Regions from separate parts of the Sus scrofa genome. Here region 2 is linked to region 1. The links are chromatin contacts, called in public Hi-C maps. All regions are on one chromosome and are shown on one strand. The core of a region is the stretch at or near the end of the contact, and the rest is flanking DNA. Distances in the headings are between cores, read along the strand shown.

What was found. A called contact is a pair of places that touch in the nucleus more often than the background predicts.
Region 2: a Hi-C map of liver shows a contact between it and region 1, with 5 times the contacts expected there. The contact joins two enhancer-like sites. A contact is called at or near these places in 2 of 47 Hi-C or Micro-C datasets (liver and skeletal muscle) and 1 of 2 datasets of contacts at active chromatin or transcription factors (skeletal muscle).

The regions. Positions count from the first base shown.
Region 1 is chr16:23,580,236-23,585,232 of Sscrofa11.1, forward strand. All of the region lies in intron 18 of EGFLAM (pikachurin), which reads left to right. Among named protein-coding and RNA genes, the nearest start is that of EGFLAM, 180 kb to the left of the region's middle. Within about 2 kb of position 2,701, at least 21 of the 83 cell types and tissues checked have an H3K27ac peak or open chromatin away from gene starts, as enhancers often do. A contact at or near this core is called in liver and skeletal muscle, where this site is marked.
Region 2 is chr16:23,783,319-23,788,347 of Sscrofa11.1, forward strand. No RefSeq gene overlaps it. Among named protein-coding and RNA genes, the nearest start is that of OSMR, 260 kb to the right of the region's middle. Within about 2 kb of position 3,678, at least 8 of the 83 cell types and tissues checked have an H3K27ac peak or open chromatin away from gene starts, as enhancers often do. A contact at or near this core is called in liver and skeletal muscle, where this site is marked.

The DNA.
Region 1 (4,997 bases), core at 1,451-3,950:
GAAGGAACCTCTCTTTCCCAGCCTGGGGCGGGAGTGGCCCAGAGGCTCATCTGATTCCCAGCCATGACCTCAGTCAGGTATCAGTAAAAATCAAGGCTTGGTGGTCCCCTCTCCTGCTGTTTGGGGGCTCCTACTTTTAATAGCCTTCTTCCATTTCAAATCCCAGCACCCCTTGCTTCACCCCAATAATTGAGTCCCCCTTCTTATCTCAGCAGCAGGGTGTCAGAAAGCCTCCCTACCCCAAAAGATACTTCCCACCCTTGGAGGTTTTTTTTCATCATTCTCTCTACTCTTATCCAAATGTACCCACCTTGCATCCCAGCCCTTCAGAGCTCTTATATCTAAATGGTTACTAACGAGATCAAGCAGAATTTACAAAGCACATGTAAAAAGTTTAGTTCTGAGGAATATGATTGGATGTTTTGTGCTCATTGCAGAGAGAGAGACAACATGCATTCACATATACAAAACGGGAAGGGGGTTCTGGGGTCAATTAAGTCTGGGTAATCCTGGGTGAACAAACTGCTCTCTCTTTTCTGCGGGACTTCTCAGAGCCTTTTCTGTGCTCCGAGTGTCCAAGACAAGGGTGCAGGGTGCAGCTGTTCCCTCCTGGAGTTCCCACAACCAAAAGCAGACAGCCCACTTGGGAAAGAAGTCTGAGCCTTGGTCCTCCCTTCCCTTCCCTGCATTACTGAGTTGACTCAGATCTTGCAGAACCCCTGCAGACCACTAGATGGCGGTGTCTCTCTGTAGCGAGTGAAGCTGTTCCACACTCACTACTGACACAGAATGCCCCTGGCTTAGGTCACACTTTGCACAGCCCTCAGAGATCGGAACCTGCCTGATCTGTACTGCTCAACCATGTTGTATTTACTAAATAAACATTGTATTGCTGGGTCTGATTTGGGTGATTGTTGGTGGAGGAGGGGGGTTGTGTGTGTTCCAGTGCATTTAAAAAAAAAAAAAAATAGCTTCAGTAAATAGGGGCTGCAGTTTAAAAAAACTCAATATGAAAAAGCATAAATGAATAAAACATAGAAATTGTGCCTACTCTAGGAGAGTTCTTTTCTTGGGAGGGTGTCATTAAAATTCAGAGGCATTCAGCCTAGATGTCAATCTTTAGATAGTCGAAGGCTAGTAGTGTAGAAAAAGATGTTTTTGCGGTTGTCCTATTGGTAGCTGCAGAGTCAGTTTCATGTAACTGAGACGTCTGCACCAAGTAGAGCTGTCCAGCAAGGGAAGGTGCTGCCCCGTGGGCCAGTGAGCTGTCCCCCCGACAGCACCCCCTGCCCCCATGAAAAGCGTTCTCTGGGGTTGGGTGGCCATCGCTCAGGATGTTGTTGAGAGGAGTCCTGGTTGCGGGGAAAGCTAGATTACAACACCCTCAGGTCTTCCTTCACTGGTCCTGGGGCTGTATGAAGGAGCCAGCACTTTCCTTTCAACTCTTTACAGTCCGTGGGGAATTTCAAGTCCCTCCAGTGGCATATTTGCTTTGCCTGGCTTCCAGGCGGCTACTCTTTGGGGGTATCATTTGTGTCACCAGATGGCACAAGCTTTTAGGTCTAAATGTGAAGAAACACCAAAACCATTTTTTGATGAGTGCCTTTGCCACAGGAAAAGAAAAAGACAATGCAAAAGAAATTAGATATAAAGGATCAGGAAAAAATACAGTCTTTTTTAAAACATATAAACAGGAGTTGCTGTTGTGGTGTAGCAGAAACAAATCCGACTAGGAACCATGAGATTATGGGTTCAATCCCTGGCCTCGTTCAGTGGGTTAAGGATCCAGCAGTGCCACGAGCTATGCTGGTCACAGACACGGCTCGGATCCTGTGTTGCTGTGGCTGTGACGTAGGCTGGCAGCTGTAGCTCTGATTATGCCCTTAGCGTGGGCACCTCCATATGCTGCCAGCCTGGCACCAAAAAGCGGAAATAAATAAATAAATAAATAAAATATATAAACAAACCTCAAAGGGCCAGAAGGGGTTAGATGGTCATTTCTAGCTGTGATGTTTTAGGACGGAATTAATATTTATCCACATATACTGTCGACACTGAGTACATTCTCACCGTTTTTGTATTCAGTGGCATCATTTCTGGAGAGTTCTCTTGTTCCTTTGTGGATCACAAAAGGACCAGGGCTCTGGAATCTTGCCAAGGGGGTGGGGTGGGAATGAGGGTGATATTTTCCACCACGGGGAGAAAAGAAGCAGCTGGCTGGCTTATCATGCCTTTTTCGCCTGCAGCCTAGAGCCAAGAAAAGTAATGGTCAATGACAAGGTAAGTAACTCTTTAGCAAGGAAACCAGGTTTGGATTGAATGAGGATCAGCAGGTGAAGGTCAGGGAAGCCTCAGAGGTGTAAGGCGATTTCTTATCCACATGTCCCGCCACCCACACCCCCACAATTAGGCTGGGTCTGAAGGGACTTAGTGACAACCAGGTTGAGAAAAGATTTCCAGTGGTTCCTGTTGGGCATCAGATTCACGTTGCCTAAGAGGCATGTGAATTCCTGCAGGGCTTTCGTGAGGGCAGCAAGGCTGGTTTCCAGAGATCTGCAACCGAAGTAATTGGGATTTTACAATGACTGTGAAATTCTGACTTTGCCTGTTCTGTTTCATGCTGGCACCCGGCAGAGTGTGGGAACTACTGTCTCAATAGTAAGTACAGTGAGTCCTCTGAGAAAGTGTGACGGTGCCCTGGGCCCGTGCCAGGGCAGGCTCTGGCCAGGCTGTGGCCACAGTGCAGGCCAGCCACCTGCAGAGGGTAACTGGGGTAGGCCGTGCGCGACTCGGACACACCTGCCAGGGTGGTGAGCGTCCTCCTTCCAAAGGCTCCGACCGTGGGAACATACTTGTCTTCCAGCTGGACCTCGGGAGGCACTGAGCTCCTGAGCTGGGGGGCTTAGCAGCAGCAGGACGGGCCTCCCACATACCCCTTTGAGGGTCCGTGTGCAGAGTATGTCCGGGCCAATTCAAGGGGTCAAGGGGGGCGATGACTATTGGCCACAGGCCCACATCCATGGCCAATGACAGTGGGGGCAGGGGGGGCTGTCTCTAAGGCTGAGCCAAACCCAGCAGGGGTGCCAGGTTGCATTTGGCTCTGGGAATGACTGTTGCTCCTCTCCTCTCAGAGCCAACGGTCTGCAGGTTCAGGCCTGGCAGCACAGCTAAGAGCTCCCTTGCTTCCTGCATTTTCACACTCTCACTTCTCGTCCTTCTCCCAGCTCATGTCTGTTTCTGCTCCTCTGGGTCCTCCTCCTGGTCTCGCCCTTTCCGCCCCCTCTGCTTCCCCTGCCCAGGCTACCATCCACCGGCTCTTCTCTCTTTTCACTGGGTCTCCTCCTTTGCTTCCCTGGTATTTTCTTTTCTCCTTTTCCGGTGTCTCCTTAATTGGAGCTACAGCTGCTGGCCTGCGCCACAGCCACAGCAACGCCAGATCCAGATCGAGCCACATCTGCGATCTCCACCACAGCTCACAGCAATGCCAGATCCTTAACCCCCTGAGCAGGGCCAGGAATCGAACCCACAACCTCAGGGTTCCTAGTCGGATTCGTTTCCGCTGCACCACAATGGGAATGCCGCTTCTTCCTCCTATTCACTTTAACCAGAGGGCGACAAGTGGGGTGGGCCAGAATTTAAACTGCCCGAGCCTTTCACTTCTGTCTCTAAGAGACCTTCTGGCCCAGCGGGCCCTTGTCCTGGCCTCTGCCTCTTCAGAGGACATAAAGCAATTTCTTGTATAGATACCTCAGAAATTGTCTTTTAAATTTTACCTCTCTTCCTCTGCTTTTCTTTTTTTCTCCCTTTCTTTCTTCTTTTTCTTTTTTATGAAGTTTGCAAACATGCTGTGTGTGACCTGCCCACATAGAAACTTATACTTGGGGGCCCAGTGTCATTAGGTTTTGTGGTGTGCTGTTACCTCTTCTTTCTTTCTTTCTTCCTAATGTTCAGAAGTTAAATTTAAACTCTCTGGTCATCCATAGTGTCCACAATCACACATTTTTCTTTCCTGGGAGTGGAGTCCTTAGTTCAGTGTCTGCTTTGCACCAACCACATATTTATAGTTTTGTGAAACTATAACTGATTTCCTCAGCTGGCTTATTTGCTCTCGTTTTACACATTTCTTTGAACATGAAGTTCATTCTACCTTAATTTCTTTATACTCCCATTTCTGGGTCTTTCAAAAGAGAAAAGAGATATTGCTGTTACGTCTTTAGAAGAAATGCCCTGAATTATCCCTAATTTGTGACACCAAACACAACTGCTTAACCTATTCTCTTGCTAACTGGTGGAAGAGGGTGATTCCTCAAGAAAACGAAGTGACGAGAGGTTGGGAGGAAGGAAACACACTTGTAAAATATTAGAAAGTAAAAAGTGGGCTGAGGGCCAGAAGTGAGGAGGGCCAGACTGGTTCGTGGTCTGTTGCGCTCTGAGCTGCATGAGCTTGGGCAAATCCTTGGTGGTTCTGTGCCTCACTTTCCTCTTCTATAAAGTGGGGACAACCACCCCTCCCTTCCCCCATGCCCCCCACTTCTTCAGGTGATTGCGATGAAAAGCTTGTGACATTGACATGGGAAGGTGGCTTGCAAAAAAAGTCAAAACCTCGTCCCTCTTATTTCACCAGCATCTGAGGTCATGGCTAAAGGGGTTCTGGGCCAGATTGGCTTCAAATAAAGAAATCCTGTGGGGAGTTTGCTGGGGGATTGTTTTCTCTGCCTCCCTAGAGAACATAACACAGTTATTCCCCAGCTGCTCCCCACGTGACCCAAGACCTGCTCTTTGGCTTCCAGGAATCGCTGGGCATGGTTCAGGTTTCAGCATATTGCAAGGCCTTTTGGTAATGCTGAAGCCAGTAGCAGTGGCAGCCAGCCCCAGGGAGGGGACAACGGGGAGACGCCAACTCCAGGCCTTCAGGTCCCGCAGCCCCGAACCGGGCCAAGTGCGTGTGCTGCCAAGAGGAAGGGGCTGACAAGCTGATGAATGTCCTGTTTCCAGGA
Region 2 (5,029 bases), core at 2,428-4,927, 200 kb after region 1:
GTGCTGTAATTATAATGAACTGATCATTGTTCACTGCATTCCTTCCCAGTAAAATCAATGAGGACAAAGACTCTTTTTTTTTGCTTTCTAGGGCCTTACCTGCAGCATACGAAGGTTCCAGGTTTGGGGTCTCATGGCAGCTACAGCTGCTGGCCACGGCCACAGCCACAGCAATGCCAGATCCAAGCGTATGTGCGACCTACACCACAGCTCACAGCAACGCCGGATCCTTAGACCACTGAGAGAGGCGAGGGATCAAACCTGCAACCTCATGGTTCCTACTCGGATTTGTTTCCACTGCGCCATGATGGGAACTCCCCAAGACTCTTCTGTTCACCAAGGAATCCCCAGTACCCTGCACATAGGTAGATATTCAATCAGTAGACATTGCATGAATGATTTTAATCTTCCCAACAACCTGCATTTCATGCAATGGAAAAGCCAAAGCTTCTAGTTGCCAAATGATGCATCCAAGCCATGCAGTCACATCTGGTGACTGACTCAAACTCAGGTCTGACTCCCACCAGCCCTTACTATCCCACACAGCTGCCACGTGATTTCTGCAAGCTATATGCCTGTCTATACACATCGTTCTCCATAACATCGATTACACTCTACCTCACACCCTTGGTGTCATAATGTTTTCTCTCCTAGTCTCTCGGCTTTTCCTTTCATTCTTGAACCAGTTCAAATCTTCCCTATCATATTTATATGACTTTTACTTCTCCAGCTATAATATGCTACATTTCATATTATTATGACTTCTTTTCTTTTCTACAACCCTGCAATTCCACTCTTAGCAGTATACTCAACAGAAATGTGTACATGTTTTCACCAAAAGGCATGTTGCGGAATTTTCATAGCAGTACTACTCATAATAACCTAACCCCAAACTGGAAACTATCTAAAGGCTTGTCCAAGTAGAATAGACCAACTATTTTATATTTGCACAATGGCATATTATCTAACAATAAGAATGAATGGTCTACAACTTTCTATGACAATATGGATGAATCTACAAACACAATGTTGAGGGAAAGAAGACAATTACACACTCTATGAGTCTATTTATATATATATATATATTTTTTTTTGTCTTTTGTCCTTTTTTTTAGGGCCGCACCATGGCATATGGAGGTTCCCAGGCTAGAGTCTAATTGGAGCTGTAGCCGCCAGTCTACACCCCAGCCATAGTAACACCAGATCCGAGCCACGTCTGTGACCTATACCACAGCTCACGGCAACACCAGATCCTTAACCCACCAAGCGAGGCCAGTGATCGAACCTGCAACCTCGTGTTCCTAGTCGGATTTGTTTCCGCTGCACCACGGCGGGAACTCCTGATTCTATTTATAAAAGGTTCTAAAACGGGCAAACGAATTTATAATATTTATGTTAGTTAATTCATACTTATAAATTAGTTAATAAATTATATATAGTTAATTTAAAAATTATTATAATACTTAATAATCAGGATAGTGGCTACTCTTAGAAGAACAGTAACTGGAGGAGGTGGCAAAGGTTTTCAGGGTGCCAGTTATGTATTCGTGTTTTGCTTGTAAAAAATCATCAGTATGTGCATTCAGGGTATGTACACTGTTCTTTATGTATATTACACTTCAATAATAGGTTTTATGAAATAGCTTCATATCTGTCTGTTTCTGACTACTTCAATTTACAGAGACCAGTCTGAAATCTCTCACCACTGTCGGATGTGCTGGCCACTATTTGCTCAGATTTACATGCCTTTACACTAGGCGTGTAAAGAGCCCACTGTGAATTGTTGAAAGTCGCAGTTAGAACAAAGAACTCCCAATGGTGACAACCCAAAATGTCTCCATTCATTGCCAAATGTCCCTTGGGAAACAGCTGACCTTGGTTGAGAACCACTGGCCTAAAAAGGCTCAGATGGTCCCTCACCTTCAACCCTTGCCTGCCTCTCCTATCATCTGACTCTGCCCCTCACCTGTACGAATGCAGCCACCTGACCTCCTTGCCATTCTCTGAATACACCAGACACACTCTCACCTCAGTTCTGCACTGGCTGTTTCCTCTGCCTGTAATGTTCTTCCTCCAGGTATCTGCAGGCCCACTCCCTCACCTCCTTCAAGGATCTGCCCTAAGGTCACCTTCTCAGGCTTTCCCTGACCTCCTTATCTAAAATTTGAATCCTTCATTCTCCCTGTCTCTCTACCTTGCTTTAGTTTTCTCTAGAGCTCTTATTACCCACTCATCTAGTTTAAAGTTTATTTTGTTTGATATCTGTCTCCCCTATGAAAATATAAGATCCAAAGGGGCAAGAATTTTGTTTTCTTCTATGCCCTGTGCCCAGAACAGTGGCTGAAACATAGTAGATGCTCAATTAAAACTTGTTGGGTAAATGAATGGATAAAATCTATAGCCCACTTTGGTATCTGACATGGATATGACATCCAGATTAAGACTTGATCACTGTGCCTCTTCTGTCTTACTGTTCTTGTAAACTCCACCCTCAAGATTAGTGTCTGTCCCTTAATTCCAGATGGCACCGTGACTTTGGTTGACTAGTGCTCTTGATCCCGGCTACTTCCTTCCTTCCCACCACCTATGGTCATGCTTAGCCCACCTGGGAGGACATTCACCTGCTCATCTCTCACCTCCACCTTCCTAGTGCAGGTTACCTGTCTGGATTGCCACTTCCCTGTTCCCTAGGTGCAGTGACCCTCTGCTATCTCTTCTTCCCTGCTCTGAGCCTGTACACTCTCCCCTTCTTCTCCCATCAACACCTCACCCCCACCTTCCCAGTTCTAACATGACCTACCAACATCCCCAACTCCACAACTTCCTTCTGTCAAAATCTTGGAAAAGTCAAGAGACGACATCTCCCTTTTCTCTGTTCACTGACCACGAAATCTGAAATCATGGGAGGCCTCTCTTCCCATGAAGAGCTTGCCTGCGTTGTCTTGGTTCCACTTGACTGTAATGCGAGCCAGCCCTTGGAGCCATAGAAACCTGACACTGTTCAAGAAGCAAACAACTCTAAATGCCAAGAGTCAAGATGCCTCAAGCAGAGGGGAACTTGGAGTCAAGGTTGGTCATCATTTTTATTGTGTTAACACGACATTAGGCAGTTTCTTTGGCAAATGTTACAGTAATATCAGCAGGGACTTCTCTGGATACAGTAGTTAGTTGTTTGTGATAATCAAGAGTCAAGTAAGCAAACATCTACTATTTCTACTTCAGGTTTGCCTGTATGCCTGTTGGGCGGAAGCATTTGGGAGCAAAACTCCAGATAGATCCAAAGTACAAACCTGTAAAGATTGGCAAAGCACTGCTCTTAAAACTAAACTTTTATCTAGAAAGAGATGTGTGGAAAAATCCCAAAGTGCTTCCTTAAACAAAACAACTGATTGAACTCTAAAGTATTTGCCTGTGATAAAACTGAAGATCATTCATCAAACGCTCCATGGAACCCATGATTTGAATTGACACCGATGACATAAACGGATATTCAAGTTTATAAGAATGTCAAGAATAGCTCAAGGAATTCAAGGACACTAGCTGAAAAGATGATTATGGTTTGGTTTCTGGACATCTGGCCATGGTATTCAGCCAACTCACTCTCCTCCCTCCTCTCTCTTCCCATTCTGATTTCTAACAGTTGTCCTACAGCTACCAAAGGAAAGAGCTGACAGAGATAAGCCCTCCATGCCCTTGAACTTTTCAGTGCCTGAGTGCTATGGGGGAGGGCAGCTGTAATCACTCCCACAATGGCCAGAGGCAGGACAAGAGTATGGGTTCCTGGCTGGTCTTCTGTTTTCTAGAATGGTCTGAAAATGATAAATACACTTGTTACTGGATCACCCCTGCAGAAGAGGAAATGTGATGTGAGAAAGGGCAGCAATGCTCCAACTGCATGGCCACACAAGTTCTATATGGATTATATGTATCAGCGCTATTTCTCTGCAGTCAGATGTTGAAATCTTCAATGCTAAAGTTAGCATCTAGGTAGAGTTTAAATAGTCTTCCCAGTTAGACCTTTTTTTTTTTTTTTTTTTTTTGGCTTTTTTAGGGCCACACTTTCAGCACATGGAGGTTCCCAGGTTAGGGGATGAATCGGAGCTGTAGCCGCTGGCCTACACCACAGCCACAGCAATGCAGGATCCGAGCCATATCTGCAATCTACACCACAGCTCACGGCAACGCCAGATCCTTAACCCACTGAGCAAGGCCAGGGATCAAACCTGAGTCCTCATGGACAGATTCGTTAACTGCTGAACCACAATGGGAACTCCTAAACCTTATTTTATTCATTGTGCTCCCTTTATGTTTTGAGCATTAACAAATAAAAGTAGCTGTTACATTTAATTGTTTTTAAAACCATATTAAAGAAAAAAAAATCTCATGTTTGGAATTTCCCAAGTCTCTGGTAAAACGCCCAAATATCTAGATCTTGGGAGAGTTCCAAGTTGTCTCAGAAAGGACTCCAAAGGGCTTCAGTGAATGGTGGCAGAATGCAAACATGTTGATCCTTGGTTGAGTCATTAATTAATGGCACGCTGAACACATGTTGTATGTAAGGAATCATACTAGCGCAGCATCCAAACAAAACTATAAGCAAGGGAGCCTCATGATACCATGGGGACAAGCAGAGGGAGTTTTCTTTATGTAAAAGAATAGGGTCATGGATAAACAACTTTACAAATAAACTTCCTTACCTTAACATTGCTCCATGAAAACAAGGCAGTGAAACTATGAGCCATAAATAGAAAGACACAGGAGAATCCAAAACCAGCTTTTGTCAAGAGACTCAAAGTGGAGCATCTTGTTTAAAATTCACAAGTCAGTAAAAGACACAATAAAGACCGAACTGCTTTCTCTCTGGGGCATTTTGAGAACTCTGTGGCAAATGACTCTCATTTCAGCCTTTAATAACAGATTTAAAGGGACATGAGATTGCCAACATTTTTCTCCTTAAACTTTATGCATCTATAGAAAATCTGGCTTCTTTGCAAACTAAATAATTGTGAATTTAAAGCAAGATTAAGAG